Linked DNA regions of Zea mays: region 1 is linked to region 2. A link is a contact called in public Hi-C data. All regions are on one chromosome and are shown on one strand. Each heading gives the region's core, a stretch centred on a gene start, on an enhancer-like site or on the middle of the called end of the contact. The rest is flanking DNA. Distances are from core to core; before and after follow the strand shown. Region 1 holds the start of LOC103626457 (thaumatin-like protein 1b). Region 2 holds the start of LOC103626455 (probable magnesium transporter NIPA6).

Region 1 (3,020 bases), core at 428-2,927, 190 kb after region 2:
TTTTCATCTAGAAAAATATATATCCACGAACAATACTATTCACACAAAAAATATCTTTATATCTGTCTAGGTAGCACACTAGCACTACTATTGATTTTCCGGCGACGTCCAAATCCAGCGCTGCTCCCTCCACCACACACCTGTTCCGGCGCCGCGGAAACGAGGGACCCGGGCCGCGCGTGGTGCACCGCACAGGAAGTGACGGCCAGCCGTCTGCGGTCGCCGTCGCCGTCGCCGCTGTGCGAGTCCGAGCGAGCGAGTGGGCGGCACATTAATTTGGCCCACCGCTTGCATTTCCTGTGGATAACATGATGGATTATTGCCAGTAACATGATCAGGAATAAGACTTCTCCTGTTCCTGGAGGGGCCGAGGAGGGAGTTGGCAAGCCGCAACCGCAATGATGGCAGCTGCCGGGTCCAATGGCGAAAGCAACAGGTGCCGAAGCAGGCAGTCATCAGGCACACTGGTGGAGATGAGTCAGCAGAGTGAGAGAATCTCCGTCTCCATCTCCATCCTCCCGCGGATAAGATCAGTTCAGAGGTGGACGCGTAAGCACCACCACAGCCCACAGGCCCCTCGTCGCCACCGCCCTATAAATCCCACGGCGCACATCGGAGTCCGGCACCGTAGCCCCCGAAGACACACTCCAAGAAACCAAGAACACCGGCCACACGCACGCGCACGCACGGCAGGCGAGGCCGAGGACGAACAGACGATAAAGGAAGCAATGGCTCCGTCGCTCGCGTCGACGGCGGGGCTCCCGAGCTGCGGGGCGCGGCGCGGCGGCCGGTGCGTGGCCCGCCGCGCGTCCGCGGTTGCGACTCCGGCGACGGCGACGGCGAGGACGCACTACGAGGTGCTCGGGGTCGGGGCCGGCGCGAGCCGGTGCGAGATCAAGGCGGCGTACCGGCGCCTGGCGAGGGAGGTGCACCCGGACTGCGGCGGCCGCGGCGACGAGGGGTTCATCCGCCTGCACGCCGCGTACGCCACGCTCGCGGACCCCGACGAGCGCGCGCGCTACGACCGCGCCGCGGCGGTCCGGAGCCGGATCAGGGCGGCGCCGTCGGGGTCCGGGGCGGGGTTCCGGCCGCGAAGGTGGGAGACGGACCAGTGCTGGTAGCACCGTAGCAGCAGCCACGTAGACGTAGCTGCGCCGGCGGTGGAGTGGAGTCGCCGGAGCGCGCTCGGTGGTCTGGTCCGTTCCCAGGGCCAGTTGCGACCATGGGGCCCATATTGAAGACAGCCCACATGAAAAACGGACCGCGATCCTGGCAGCCCACATGAGTTGGGATCGTGGACTTTATGGGCTGCAGGCTTCGTAGGCCTTTCGCGCCAGACCTGGCGCTGGATATTGTTGTAGGCCATCTTGTCTTGGGATCATAGAGCTGCACGAAGAGACATTTTTAACATCTCTTTTGCACTGCTGCTACTCCTTCCACTCTAAATTGTAAAATATTTTTATCTTTTTATTAACATATTATGTTTACTAGTATATGTTTATATATCGTGTATATAATTAAAACATTGTATCTAGCGTCTTATAATTTACAATGAAGAGTATAAATATATGTGATTATATTGATATTTATACATATATCTATGTTGTTGTTTCGACGAATTCATAAAATAACTCGCTTGTTAGGACTTGTTTAGCAATAATGTTTCTCAAAATCATAGTTTTACAATATTATACTTTACAATTGTTATGATAATACCGTAGTATTGGCAGTTCCAAAAAATACCATGGTTTTAAGAAATATTGTTTGAATATAACATTGTAAACTATGGTTAAACAAAAGCTAGTCATGCTTTAAAACTTTAGGTTGGACTAGAGTTTTTAATACTCCAAAAATACGATGGTATCTATAATACCATGGTTTTGAAAACATAGCTTTCAGGATTGCAACAAAACACTACGATATTGCTAAAAACTATGGTATTGTCTAGAAACTGTAAAAATACTTCACTTCTAAACAGTGCATATGTGTGTGGAGGGTGTCTTGGACATATAAGACACGTTTCCAGTGACCAAACAAGCAGTGATGAGTGAACGTGCTGACGATGACAAGTTGACAAGGATCTTTGAGAAGCTAAGCAAACTCAATTTCAACGAAACATGGCTAGGGTAATTAATACTTATGATATAGAAGAAATATGAGTAAATTAATTTTGTGATGTTTTTTTAAGACTTATTTTCCTGTAAATTTTTAGGTAAGGTTGGCATGGATGGCATGGCCGGTCTAAAACCGAAATGCGTGGACCTGCATTGGATTTGTATAATACTAACATGCTGCTCCCTGCTGATGGGGATCAGATGCTCTGCTCTAGTTAATATCTCAGTTACCTCATCCATGCATGCCATGACTCGTCAACGAGCTAAAATTCTGTACCTGTCTTCTTCTTCATCCCCTCGTCCTCCATGGGAGCACCTCTCCTTCTCCTCCCTCTTCTCTGCTGCTGCTGCTTCGCATTACTCCTCCAAGTCCAAGGTAACCACTGAACTTGTCAGAGTCAAGCCATCCAGCATGCTTAAAAAAAAACACTTCCATTTGAACTTGTTCCTTGCGTTACATTACATGGAGTTGTTTTCTTCCCGGAACCAATGGCCAAAATTTTCTCTTGCGCTTATGTTCACGCGTCTGAGCTCCTGTTGCTTGACGAAGCTCGGAGTATACAAACCGCGATGTGTTACTGATAACCGAGAGCATTGCGATCACCAGGAGCAGACGCCGCGACATTGACTATCACCAACAGCTGCGGCTACACGGTGTGGCCGGGCCTCCTCTCCAACGCCGGCGCGCCGGCGCCGTCGACCACGGGCTTCGCGCTGGCCCCGGGGCGGTCGGCCGCGGTGACCGTAGCGGCGGCGTGGTCGGGCCGCGTCTGGGCGCGCACGCTCTGCGCCACGTCGCCTGCCGCCTCGGGCGCCACCTTCGCGTGCGCCACCGCCGACTGCGGCTCGGGCGCCGTCGAGTGCGCCGGCCGCGGGGCCACGCCGCCGGCCACGCTGGCCGAGCTC
Region 2 (2,819 bases), core at 3-2,502:
ATCCATCTAATAATTTGTATTGCTTGTTTACCTCTCGATTTATTTAAGCTGGATTATATAATCTAGAGAGTAAATAAACAGAGCCTAAATCAAAGGACAATTGGGCATGAATAGAAAGCTTTCGTTTATGGATAACAGGTTTGACGGGAGAAAAGAAGACATAATTGATGAAGTTGAACACACAACAATACTAGTACTAGATAAAAGATATCAGAGCAACCAAAATCTTGGACACCGAACGAAGCAATCCCCCGAGCTTGGATATCTAGAAGACAACGACATGGCGTCAAATCACGCACCGCCGCACCTGTTTGTGACTTTGACTAACGACAGCGCAGGATTGTCAAGGTCTCTAGAATCAGAGACATCGGCCGGGTCCGGTCGCGGCAGACAATGCGTCAAATCGCGCACCGGCACGGCACGGCAGTTTTGCGGCAGACAATGCGTCAAATTGATAGTAGCGGGCGGTGCGGCTGGACGTGCTCGTGCTCGGATCAGGGGGACGAATGCGGGCTCAGATCCAGAAGGAACGACCTCCCCGCTCCCCGGGGCTGGGGGTAGGAGCAGATCAGCCGACTCAAGAGGCAGCCCGGGCCCCGGGGCGCGGGATGGGACCCTAGGACGCGCGTGGAGACGACGAGATACGCGCTAAGCGCAGCAACGCGGCGGAGAGATCAGGGGTTCGGTGCGTTACCTGCGCGGTCGCCGCACTTGGCTGCTCGCAGGAGGCCGATCTTCTTGAGGATGAAGCTGGCGCCGATGAAGGCGCTGGAGGCGACGGCGAGCGCCAGGCCCTTGGTGTTGTCGGAAACCGCCCCCTCCATCGTCATGGTGCTGCGCTGTGCCTGTGCTGTGTGGTTGATGCCGCCAAATGTCGTCCCCGGACCCAATCCCCCTGCCTCCTCTGCCGCCCCGCTTCAAATCGAACTGAAACGAAGCCAGGAGATTTGAATGGTGGAGGAGGGAACCGGGACAAGGGCTAAGGTGGGGGGCCGGCCGGCCGGAGCAAGGCAGCGCAGCGCAGGCTGTCCCCGCTCCACGCTCCTCCTCGTCTGATTTGTCCTTTACTATTCTCCCGGCTCCCGCTACGACGGCTGCCGGCTGGCCGTCCGTTGATTGGGTGCCTGGCTGCCTGCCTGGTTGGCACGGGCTCCTTCCGCGATAGAGGGGGAAGGCCAGTAAGCGCGCACGGGCGGGCCCCCACACCAGGCCAACACGCACGTGACACGTCCACACCTTGACCCTCCCCTGCTTGGAAGTTGGAACGAAGGAAGGACTACGGGCCACGGGGTCAGGGTGGACGAAGGCGATGGTGGGGCCGGAACGTCAGCTCGTGAAATGCACGGGAGCGGATCTGGTTTGGGCTTGTGCAGTTGTGGGCGCGGTCTTGCCAAATGGCAATGTCCACATTGTAAAATTCAAATTCGTTTAAAAATCTATCTATGTATATACTCTCTCCACTATAAATTATGGGTCATTTTTAGTCAAAGTATGTCAAGTTTAACCAAATTTGCATAACGACATGATATCATTTACGATATCTTAAAGAAAAAAATGGACTGAAACGCATTTGATAGTTAATTTTTAGTGTTTATGGACTAGTATAAATATTTAGAGTAACATTATTTGCTATTTTTTATGAATATAATGAAAAGATACAATGTGGACTTAGACTATCTCCAACAGACTCGCTATTTCAAACTCCACTCTGCAAACAGTGTAATCTACCGCGCAAAACGGTACTTTATAGCATCTCCAAGAGCTCTCTAGAAAATGGCTTCTCAAAATTAGTTTTAAGGGACATCTAAAAGGTTAGTGGGGGTAGATTTTAATCCTTTATCCAACAGATCCCTTAAAGCGGTATAATGTTTCTGGGGAGCCAAAAAAACTCTCATTTGTAGCTACAGATGAGGGAATTTTAAGGGCTATAAAAAGTTGGGAGTGTTTTAGGGGAACTGTTGGAGACACGTTTTTGTGTTTTTTCCAAAAAAACTTGATTTAGTACAAACTTTTGGTAAGCTCTTGGAGATGCTCTTACACGGCCTACTTGAGATGGTTTACACATGACAATAGATGGTTCGAAAACTAACACATCAAGAAAACATTATAATACTTATTCAAGACCTACATGATCATGCAATAGCTCAAGATATAAAATGAAAAAAATAAACGAAGAGACAAAAAACGGAGAAAACGAGTTTGTTCGGTAACATTAGACGTTTCGACGAGGCACCAGATAAAACATCAAACAAGTGTTGTGTTGGGTACCTAGAAGCAGGATGTCCAAAGAAGGCCCGAAGGCCTCTCAAAGACGGTCCACGAATCGAGCAGGCCCCTTGTCAAATAGCTTGGCGGGAAGGACCAGAAGGCCAACGAGGGACGACTCGCCAAGCCGACCGACCCACCGAGCAACCTATCTGCCGAGCAACCCAGCGAGACGTGACTGCCGACCAACCTGCCCGCTGAGCACCCTAGCGAGGCGAGGCTGCTGAGTAACCCGCCCGCCGAGCAACCCAACAAGACGACAATCGGCTCTCAGGAAGAGTCGGCCTGCTACTATCAAGCCAGGTCGACACGATGGGACATCACCGAGCCATGTCCGGACCGTGGAAGCGGCACCGAGGGGTCTCTGTCAAACACGACGCCGGATACATATCCACGTTGACAAGTGGGACCGAACGACTCCAACCGAAAAGGCCTCAGCATCGGGGTATCTATAGTGACCATACGATGGAGGGGATGGAACAATACACCGTATCAAGCGTATGCCTACGCACGATGAAAGGTGACGACAAGAGGAGACGGAAGACAAAGTTGTA

The links. Hi-C and Micro-C count contacts between places; a contact is called where the count stands out from the background.
Region 1: a Hi-C map of leaf mesophyll shows a contact between it and region 2, with 3 times the contacts expected there. The contact joins the promoter of LOC103626457 here to the promoter of LOC103626455 in region 2. A contact is called at or near these places in 8 of 25 Hi-C or Micro-C datasets (bundle sheath, ear, leaf and 2 more).

Annotation. Positions count from the first base shown.
Region 1 is chr5:63,375,357-63,378,376 of Zm-B73-REFERENCE-NAM-5.0, forward strand. LOC103626457 (thaumatin-like protein 1b) reads left to right here and starts at 1,678. Exons shown (of 3, transcript XM_008646866.3): 1 at 1,678-2,490; 2 at 2,722-3,020. The coding sequence starts at 2,421. It overlaps LOC100281085 (chaperone protein dnaJ 11), which reads left to right and starts at 636. Exons shown (of 1, transcript NM_001154004.2): 1 at 636-1,545. The coding sequence starts at 729. The coding sequence ends at 1,121.
Region 2 is chr5:63,184,182-63,187,000 of Zm-B73-REFERENCE-NAM-5.0, forward strand. It overlaps LOC103626455 (probable magnesium transporter NIPA6), which reads right to left and starts at 1,253. Exons shown (of 9, transcript XM_020538394.2): 1 at 695-1,253. The coding sequence starts at 830.